2 separate regions of the Mus musculus genome follow, and region 1 is linked to region 2. A link is a contact called in public promoter capture Hi-C data. All regions are on one chromosome and are shown on one strand. The core of a region is the stretch at or near the end of the contact, and the rest is flanking DNA. Distances in the headings are between cores, read along the strand shown.

Region 1 (4,921 bases), core at 2,223-4,722, 3.0 Mb before region 2:
TTTTTGAGACAGGGTTTCTCTGTATAGCCCTGGCTATCCTGGAACTTACTTTGTAGACCAGGCTAGCCTCAAACTCAGAAATCCGCCTGCCTCTGCCTCCCAAGTGCTGGCATTAAAGGCGTGCGCCACCATGCCCGGCTGGGAGTATGACTCTTAGTTGCAGAAAGCATTTGTCTTAGTTGAAAATACAGAGTATTTTTTTTTTTTTTGGAACATCCCTGGCTGCTTGCCTATGCCTATAAATCACCATGGTGAGAGAAGGAGAAATGTACAGATACCTCAATTTGTTTTTCTTATTTATATGGTCAAAGGGTCATGTTGGGACTCAGAAAATGATGCCACAAAGCACTGTATTTCAATGCATTTGACCTGAAGGAGAATGGGTGTCCTCGCTGATCTTCTCATGGCCTTTGGTCTCCTGCCAGCTGTTTCCCAGAGCAATTCAGAGAAGCCACAATTCGATCTCTCCCCCTCCCCCCTCCTTTTTTTGAGACAGGGTTTCCCTGTAGCCCTGGCTGTCCTGGAATTCACTATGTAGACCAGACCTTGAACTCACAGAGACCTGTTGCTTGTAATTTTAAAAGCACGCTACGGCTACTGCCTTTGCCTGGGAGCTGCTGCCCGGGCTCTGGCCCCTCCTGGCTCCCCTTTTTTTCCATCCAATCAGTACCACCAGCCCTGACCAGACTTTTCTTTCCTACCTAACCTTTGCGTTTTATTATTTTAGAACTTGCTAGCTAGGCACAATTGCTGGGTGCAGATTTCTCCTGCCTGGAAAGGCATGTCCTTTCCAACTTATATCTCCATTTCTTCTCCTACCCTGAACTTAGTTGCTTGTACCCCACTAACCTCCTTGGCCATCTGCCTGTAGAGAAGGCCACCGGCCCTAGCTCTCCCAGAGGCCTTCATGATTGCAGAGTCCTCTTACCTTCAAAGCATAGCTAAAAAAGCCCCTCTCCTTCCTTGTGTCTGCCTTTTCCTCCTGGGACCTGGAAGTCCCACTTGTACCTTCTGCCCAGCAATTGGGCCCTGGCCTTCTTTATTGACAAATGAAGAACCAATTAGGAAACTAGAGATTAGAATCAGAACCTCCCGTTACAAAGACCCGCCTGCTTCTACCTCAATTCTTTTTAAAAGTAAATCACAGAAATTAGGGGTTGGGAAGATGACTCAGTAGTTAAGAGTGTTTGTTGTTCTTCCAGGGGACCCAGGTTCTATGCCAGGACCCATACTGGGTTGCTCACAACCACCTGTAACTTCACCTCCAATAGTAGCTAATGCTGTTGGCTCTGTGGGCACCTGCACTCATATGCACACACCCACACCCATACACCAAATATTTGTAAAAATGCTAAAAAAAAAACCATAAGAAATTAGAAAGATCACTCTTTTTCTTCAATTATCTTCATTGTAGGGGAACTCTGCTCCTTACCTAGGAGAATGGCTGACAAAGAACTTGGGCAGACAGGCCGTGCTGGGTCCCCTCTCATCTACTATAGTCAGACCACACCCCTTTGTCTAACCCCATTTCTGTGTAGCTCTCCAGTCTTCATTAACTTAAGCATACAACAGTTTTCCTTTGTGTCTTCCCTTTGGAATGTCTGTGCCATGTAAAACCTCTATTACTTAGACTTGCTATGCCATTTCCATCTCCCTGTGCAGCCAGGGAGAGTCTTAATCTTTCAGATGTGCCATTCTTAGTTCCAGATTTACAGGTGTATAACCAAGCTCATTTAAACCTGACTGTGGTTTTAAGAGCGCCAGCCACGAACTGGTGATAGGCATCACATTTTGAACATCTAGAGCTAGAACGGACCAGACAGTGATGTATGGTTGGGTAGAATTGGTCACTAAAGCTTTTCTCAACCTTATTTATGTATGTAGTCTTTTGGACGACCCAAGACAATTGTGTGTCTAAGCTGGAGAGATAGCTCAGCCAATAAGAGTACTTGAGGCTCTTACATAGGACAGGAATCCTATTTTTAGCACCCACATTGGATACCTCAGAGTGGCCAATAACCACAGTTTGAGGGCATCTGACACCTTCTGATATCCATAGGTCTTTGCACATGCATGTGCACACATTCATGCACACACACATATACATAAATAAATAAAAACATCTAAAAGATTTCCAAGTTGTTGGGCTGGGGTATGGCTTAGTGGCAGAATACTTGTCTAGCGTGTTTGAGGGTTTGGGTTTGATCCTTAACGCTGTGCCTTTTCAGCCAACTAATGGGGCAGTCAATGAACACCTATAACTTCAACACTCAGGTGTCTGAGACAGGAAGATTTTGAGTTTGAGGCCTGGGTTACACAATGAGTCCCTATCTCAAAAACACAGAAACAGGGTCAAAGATGTAGCTCCGTTGAAGATGTTGACCAGTGTGCATAGGAGCCTGAGTTCGATTTCCAGCACCAGCATAAAGTAGGTTTGGTGGCACACAACTGTTATCTCAGCCGTTGGGTGGCAGAAGCAAGAACAGACATTCAAGACCATCCTTGGCTGAACAGTGAGTTCAGGGCCTCCCTGAATGACATGAAACCCCGCTCAAACTCTTTGTGTTCTTTTGTCAGGCTCAGATGGCTCTGCTAATATCGGGTCCAAGATGAGCAAATCAAACTCTAACATAAAAACAAAGTTTTCACAACCAGAACTCAGGAATCAACCTTTATGTAGTGATTTTCCACTCTAACACTCACTATGTAGTTCATCATGGTCTCCAATTGGTGATTTTCCTACCTCAATATGTATCACCATATCTAGCTACTGCAGCATTTCAAATCCTCACACTCACCAATTTCGGAGACGGGATTGAAGGCATTACGCAGGAACCACAGCCAATCTCCATTAAAACGGACAAACCAGTACTTATTCTAACTCATGGCTGAGCTATCCTCCAGGAATCCAAAGAAGAACAACGCAGTCCAGTAGGAAGAAATAGCAATAAACGAAGCCAGAGGCTAAACCTGGAAAATATCAGAGGATGCCCCGCCCAGCCCGCCTAGACACAAAGCCCTGCCTTGGGCCTAGGCAGTCTTGGGTCTGAGGCAGAACATTCCAAACTTTACAGGCCTCCGCCCAGCGTTGGGGCTCAGCAGCTTTGACGGCTTAGGCTATGCCTTTAACACCCCTGCCTTCCACCCCCACCCCCTTCTCTGATCACTAGATAGATAAATGAAATTTTCAGTGGTTTGCCTTTTGCTGTGAAGAACACAGGCCTGAAAGAAGCCCACCAGGAAAATGGGGGAAAAGGAGCACAAACTCAGAAAAGAGGTGCCTCTGGGCAGGACTGTCTTACTCGCAGATCCCGGGGCGGAGCCTTCGAAAGAGCCCCCTTTGGACATTCCGCCCCCTTGCTCGGCCTCCTCCTTTTCCCACCGCGGAAGATGCCAACTCCCGCCCGGCTGAGTCACGGCCTGAACTAGGGGAGGAGGCGGGGAAAGGCAGCCCCAGCCCAGATCGCAGCCATCGGTCTCAGGGAGAGCAGGCCCGGTGGTCAGAGATCATGGGGGAGAGCGCACTGGAGCCCGGACCTGTGCCTGAGACGCCCGCAGGGGGTCCGGTGCACGCAGTCACCGTGGTGACCTTGCTGGAGAAATTGGCCACCATGCTGGAGGCTCTGCGGGAGCGGCAAGGCGGCCTGGCTGAGAGGCAGGGCGGCCTGGCGGGCTCCGTGCGTCGCATACAGAGTGGCCTGGGTGCGCTGAGTCGCAGCCACGACACCACCAGCAACACACTGACGCAGCTGCTGGCCAAGGCGGAGCGCGTGGGCTCGCACGCCGACGCAGCCCAGGAGCGGGCCGTGCGTCGCGCTGCTCAGGTGCAGCGGTTGGAGGCCAACCACGGGCTGCTGGTGGCGCGCGGGAAGCTGCACGTCCTGCTCTTCAAGGTCAGTGACCTCAGGCATCCCTCTCCCGCCCCCAACCCTCGCCTCTAGGTTACCACCGAGGGAAGGACTCCTGCCACCCACCCGTCCGCATCTCCACATTCCTGACCCAGCGTGCTGCCCTCACTTGTGGAAGACTCTCAGAGCCGCACCCACTTTCTCACAACAGCGACCTTATCCCTTTCTCACTCCCAGCCTGGCCAACCCACGCCCTCCCTAACTCAGGCCAGTCTGCGGATTTGGTCAGTCGCACCCACATGGAACTAACTGTTAGGTGTTACTCTGCCTCCTCCAAGCGCCTATACAGCTGTTACACTCTACACGGTTTCATCCACTTTGCAAACTTGCAAGGTCCACTTTCCCCCTCTTTGCTCATCTCTCTGCTCCTCCATCCTCCCCATCCCCCATCTTCCCATTCCTCTATTTTGGCCCCAATTCCTAGTGCAGATGCAAAGGGTGGAGTAGCTTCCCTTGGCGGGCGGGCAAGAGAGTTTCAGGCTGGTCCTGGCTAAGTGCCAGGGTCAAATCAGAGAATCAAAAGCTGTGTCATCACATTTAGGAGGAGACTGAAATTCCAGCCCGCGCCTTCCAGAAAGTCCCAGAGCTCTTGGGTCCGGAGGACCAGTTGGTGCTGGGCCCAGATCAGCCAGAGGATGAAGTTGGAGAGAGTTCTGAAGAGGAGCCAGTGGAGTCCAGGGCTCAGCGGCTGCGCCGCACTGGTTTACAGAAAGTTCAAAGCCTGAAAAGGGCTCTTTCCAGTCGTAAAGCAGCACAGCCCACACCAGTCAAGCCGCCACGCGTAGGGCCTGTCCGGAGCTCTGAAGGCCCATCAGAAGGCCAGCCTGCAGCTCAGCCTGAAATGGAGTCCGAGCTCGAGACTGCCCTGGAGCCAGAACCTCCTCAACCTACCAAGGAAGATCCTGAGAAACCCGTGCTTCAAATAGAGAGCGCAGCCTGATCCCTGGGGCTGCCTGTCCCATTCGGTGCTTAAGCCTTGTCCCAAAATAAGTACTTATAGAGTGCAGCACTTA
Region 2 (4,224 bases), core at 1,462-3,961:
CTTTAGCATAACTCTGGGTTGCATCTGGGATTCTCCAGTGCTTGACTTCATACCACACTCTGCTCAGCATGGCCTTGGAGCAGTAAGAGATACAGCTGGGGTATACCCGACTATACCAACCACCTAAGCTTCCGTAAGTACACTGCAATATTCACACAGCAGTGAAACCGCCTTAAAGAGAAATGTCTTGACATACAGCCCCATTGTCAAGCAAGTTGTGCTTGTACCACACAGATGACACACACAGTGCACAGTGGAGGAGAGAGTTGCCACAGGCACAGGTAAGAGTGATCTGAGGATGACAGAGATACATTAAAAATACAGAGTCAAGTTCCTCTGTAAATCAGCATCCCACACCCTGAGGCTGGCCAGCACATTCAAAAGGAAATTGGAAACAGCTCAGAAAAATAACAGTATTTTGAAGAAACAAAGGTAATGAATGGAAAGAGGGCTTTGCATAGCAGCAAAGGTTCCCTACCCTGCTCCCATAGGTAGGAACACCAAAGGGCAAAGAACTCAGGACCCTTAACTTTCACTGGATTAAACTCTTGGTTTTTTAAATAAAAGACAAGGTTACAGGGCCAGATTGCCAAGCCCTATGTCCAGATCGAGCTAAAACTAATCAGGCTCAAAATGGCTACACAAAGGACAAAAGAAAAGTGTGAACGGGAGAAAACCGCATCCGGTGAAATGTCCTTTGTAAATCATCCAAATCAACTCTGATGTCAGACACTCTGTCAGAGCAAAATCACATCTGCTCTTAATTAACCCTGATTCCGGAAAGCGACAGCTGAACTATAGATAAGACCTCAGTGAGGGGTCTGTAACAGTTTCCCGGTTTCTCTGACCCTTCACTGCAGCCGGTAGGCATCTGATGGATAACTGAGGCAGATAAAAGCTGGCCACTTCTGTCTTTATACTGTGTCTGTCCCTGTACTCTCTTAACACTTGTGAGTCAGACCCTGCTCAACTCTGCATGTAGACATGTCGATCACTTAAAATGTTTATTTTCCCAGATGAGAATGCTAGCACACACATTTAATTCCAGCACTCAGGAAGGAGTCAGAGGCAGGTGAATCTCTGTGTTCAAGACCAGCCTGGTCTACAAATTGAATTCCAGGACAGCCAGGGCTACACAGAGAAACCCTGTCTTGAAAAACCGAAAGAAAACTTTTTTCCAAAATTGTAATTTAGAGTTATCTTAATCTGTTTGCTGTTTCGAGCTTCGTATGTGTTTATTGGCAACTGAAGGACATACAGTTTGATCATATGGCCCATACCAAACCTGAGGCTACTATCCCTGTACATGGCAATGAACTGCTCAGCAGTTCTGGTTTCAGTTGGAACTGTAAGCCTGCAAACCCTCAGGCCAGATTGTACCCAGGAAGGAAAGCACCTCCACTGTGCCCATGAGCAATGGGAAATTAGCAAGCATTATTCTACCCCACCTCCAGATCAATAAAGGCTTACTGCCCTTGATCTGTGAGCAGCCTGATACCTGCCTCCAGTAAACTGAAGTCAGGCAACTGGAGCTGGTGGCTCAGGAAAGGAGCCTTGCCCAGCTCCACAATAAATGCCTGAGTCTCACTTCTACTGTTCCCACAGACCAGTAACTTCCTCTTTTTCTGCAAACTCAGAATAGGGCGCTCACCAGGCATTTAATCTGCCAGCACCCGAGTCTTGAAATACTCAGCCTCCAAAACTGTGAGAGATGAATGATAGTGAGCCACTGGGTTTGTCGTGGCCAGCAGAGCAGACGAGGTGCTATCCTCAGACAGACATTATCCCTCCCCAACCCAGTCTGACAGAAGCACAGACATTGAAATCCCTGCGTGGTGGACTTCAGGTCTGAGATTAGCTTGTAGCACTATTGCTTTCTAGTCCGAAGGGACAAAGACACCGAACTGGGGGGAGAGGGACAGCTCTGCGGTAGATCCACACCCTGCACTGTAGAGAACAGAAAGACACAGGAAGCACTACCCTATGAGTGTTGATCCTAGCAAGTGAGTTCCAGAGAATTTAGCCCCTTTTCAGAGTCATGGCCATCCCAAGTAGGCCTGGGTTCTCTGATGGGGCTAACAATGCCAAATACAGGTTTAAAGACTGGAGGAGGGAAGGGGGGAGAAGGGGTGTAGAGGTTGGGCTTTTGTTTCTTGTTGATTTGGTTGTTGTTTTGTCAGCGGTGGGGGTCGTTTAGTTGGTTGGTTTTGGTTTGGTTTTGCTTGTTTATTGATGCCAGATCTCCTGTATCCCAGGCTAGTATCAAACTTGCTGTGTAGTCAGGGTTGACTTTGAACTTCTGATCTACCTCCACCTCTGCATTGCAAGCACGTGCCTCCACACCCTAATATGTGATCTTTTGACATCCTAATTTTAATTTTCCCTTGGTAAGGAGAAGAGAAAGATTAACTGGATTTAAGCTAGAACACAGCTGAGCATTGAGAAACACAGCCTGCTGCCAAGTAATAAATAAAGCTGAAAAAGTGAGGTGCCCGGGCATGTTCACCCAACATCAGCTTTCCCTACTGCTCCATCAGCCCCCGCCTGGTTCCAAGTTTATCGAGTTTATTTTAAAAGCTTAGAGAGAAGAATCGGGAACGATGTTTGGTCGTGGAGGAAACTGAGCGCACGGGTGTCTTCCAGTTTCGCGCTCACCCTACAGGCTCGTTCCGTGGACTCGGGCGCCCCCACGCGGCGGCACGCACAAGCCTCGGGCGCCCGGGTCCTGGTGACAGAGCCACCAGGCACCGCGCTCCCAGCTCACAGCCTTCGGCCGCCCTCAACCCCGCCGCTTCCCACGGGCCTCGTCAGAGCATGGGGACTTAATGTTTACGAGATCGCCAGGCTCCCGCGGGCCGCTGTGGCGACAGCCAGCCCGCGGCGCTAACGAGCCCCAGCGGAGCGCCGCGGAGGCCCGGCTTTGGCAACCTGGCGCAAGCCTGCCGTGGCCGCCTGCAAGCAAGCTCCCAGTGCCACCCACGGAAGCCGAGGTCGCCACAGCCACACCAACGAGTGGCCAGGGAGACCGAATCTAGGGTTTCCGGTGTTTTGCTGGCCCGATCTCCAGATCCACCCCTCCCGGTCCATTCAAAAGCCTTGACCACTGAACCCTAGACCCTGGCCCAGTAATCTCTCCCCAGTGACCAGTGGTCAGGCGGAAAAAGGAGAGAGAGTAATCATTATATCTCATCCTGGGGTGTGTTCAACTTATTCTCCAAACTGACAGCGCTGGGGGTCACCTACTAACTTCTGGGCAAGAGCCACACATCAGAATGAGGATCAATCATGACTTGTCCCCAGAAGAGAGTGAAAGGCTCACATTTACAGTCTGTGTGCCAGGAACTGTGAAACTACTTACATTAATTTCCTCAGTCCTAACAACACTGCGATAGGCCCTGTTGTACATACACAGTTGTTCGCATTTCAGAGAAGGAAACTGAGACCTAAGCCCACATGGTGACCCTGAGACCCAGAGACCGATTGAGGCAAAACAAAAGCTCTCCGAGCTTGGCTCGGTTAAAGACCATCCTCCACTACGTAATCAGTTACAGTAGAGGCTAGCCTGGGCTATGTGAGACCCTGCCTCAATTTTTTTTAAGGTGAAGAGAGCCTTGCATTTTTCCTAAGTATCTTCCAGGACACACACACACACACACACACACACACACACATATACGCACGCACGCACGCACGCACGCACTACACAGGAAAAAGCTCCATGGCCCTGCAAGTTGAGAACCACTTACTTAAGCTACCCTCCTCAGCTTTGGGGAGTAGTAGCTGACAATTTCTTTTAATCAGTTGGAGTCTTTCCGAGGGGGACAGATGTTTCTCTTGGTTTAAGTCTGGGTTTTGATGCTTACCATAGCAGAACTTCCTCTTTCAACATACACTAGCATCCTGTGGCACTGTCTGACGGAGTATACTTTGGGATACGTCTCAAATGTTCATAATGACAACATTTTCTGGCCATTTTCCTGTGCACTAAGCACCATCGCATGTGCCAATCTACCCCTTAAAACTCCCTGGATAACTTGGGGGGAGAGAGAAAAATTCAGAGCTGAGAATGCTATGGGTGGTAACGAAAAGCTTCCGGGCTGAGGGCTGGGGGCATTGCCACACTTGCCTGCTACTGTCATTCTCCCATTTTGCAGAATGAAACTGATGTGCAGAGCCATGACATCACTTTCTCTAGGTCATAGTCACGCTAGTGAGTGGACCGGG

Evidence for each region. Promoter capture Hi-C pulls out the DNA fragments that hold promoters and counts their contacts.
Region 1: a contact with region 2 is called in a promoter capture Hi-C map of hippocampal neurons, with 6 times the contacts expected there. The contact joins the promoter of Cavin3 here to the enhancer-like site in region 2. A contact is called at or near these places in 5 of 39 promoter capture datasets (cranial neural crest, frontonasal cranial neural crest, hippocampal neurons and 2 more), 2 of 484 Hi-C or Micro-C datasets (cerebellar granule neurons and cerebellum) and 1 of 115 datasets of contacts at active chromatin or transcription factors (astrocytes).

What each region holds. Positions count from the first base shown.
Region 1 is chr7:105,480,748-105,485,668 of GRCm38.p6, reverse strand. It overlaps Cavin3 (caveolae associated 3), which reads left to right and starts at 3,472. Exons shown (of 2, transcript NM_028444.1): 1 at 3,472-3,893; 2 at 4,450-4,921. The coding sequence starts at 3,510. The coding sequence ends at 4,848. Gm36847 (a long non-coding RNA gene) reads right to left here and starts at 2,870. Exons shown (of 3, transcript XR_378395.4): 1 at 2,799-2,870.
Region 2 is chr7:102,511,743-102,515,966 of GRCm38.p6, reverse strand. It overlaps the pseudogene Gm8556. Among named protein-coding and RNA genes, the nearest start is that of Gm38627, 8.4 kb to the right of the region's middle. Within about 2 kb of position 2,711, at least 106 of the 459 cell types and tissues checked have an H3K27ac peak or open chromatin away from gene starts, as enhancers often do. A contact at or near this core is called in astrocytes and hippocampal neurons, where this site is marked.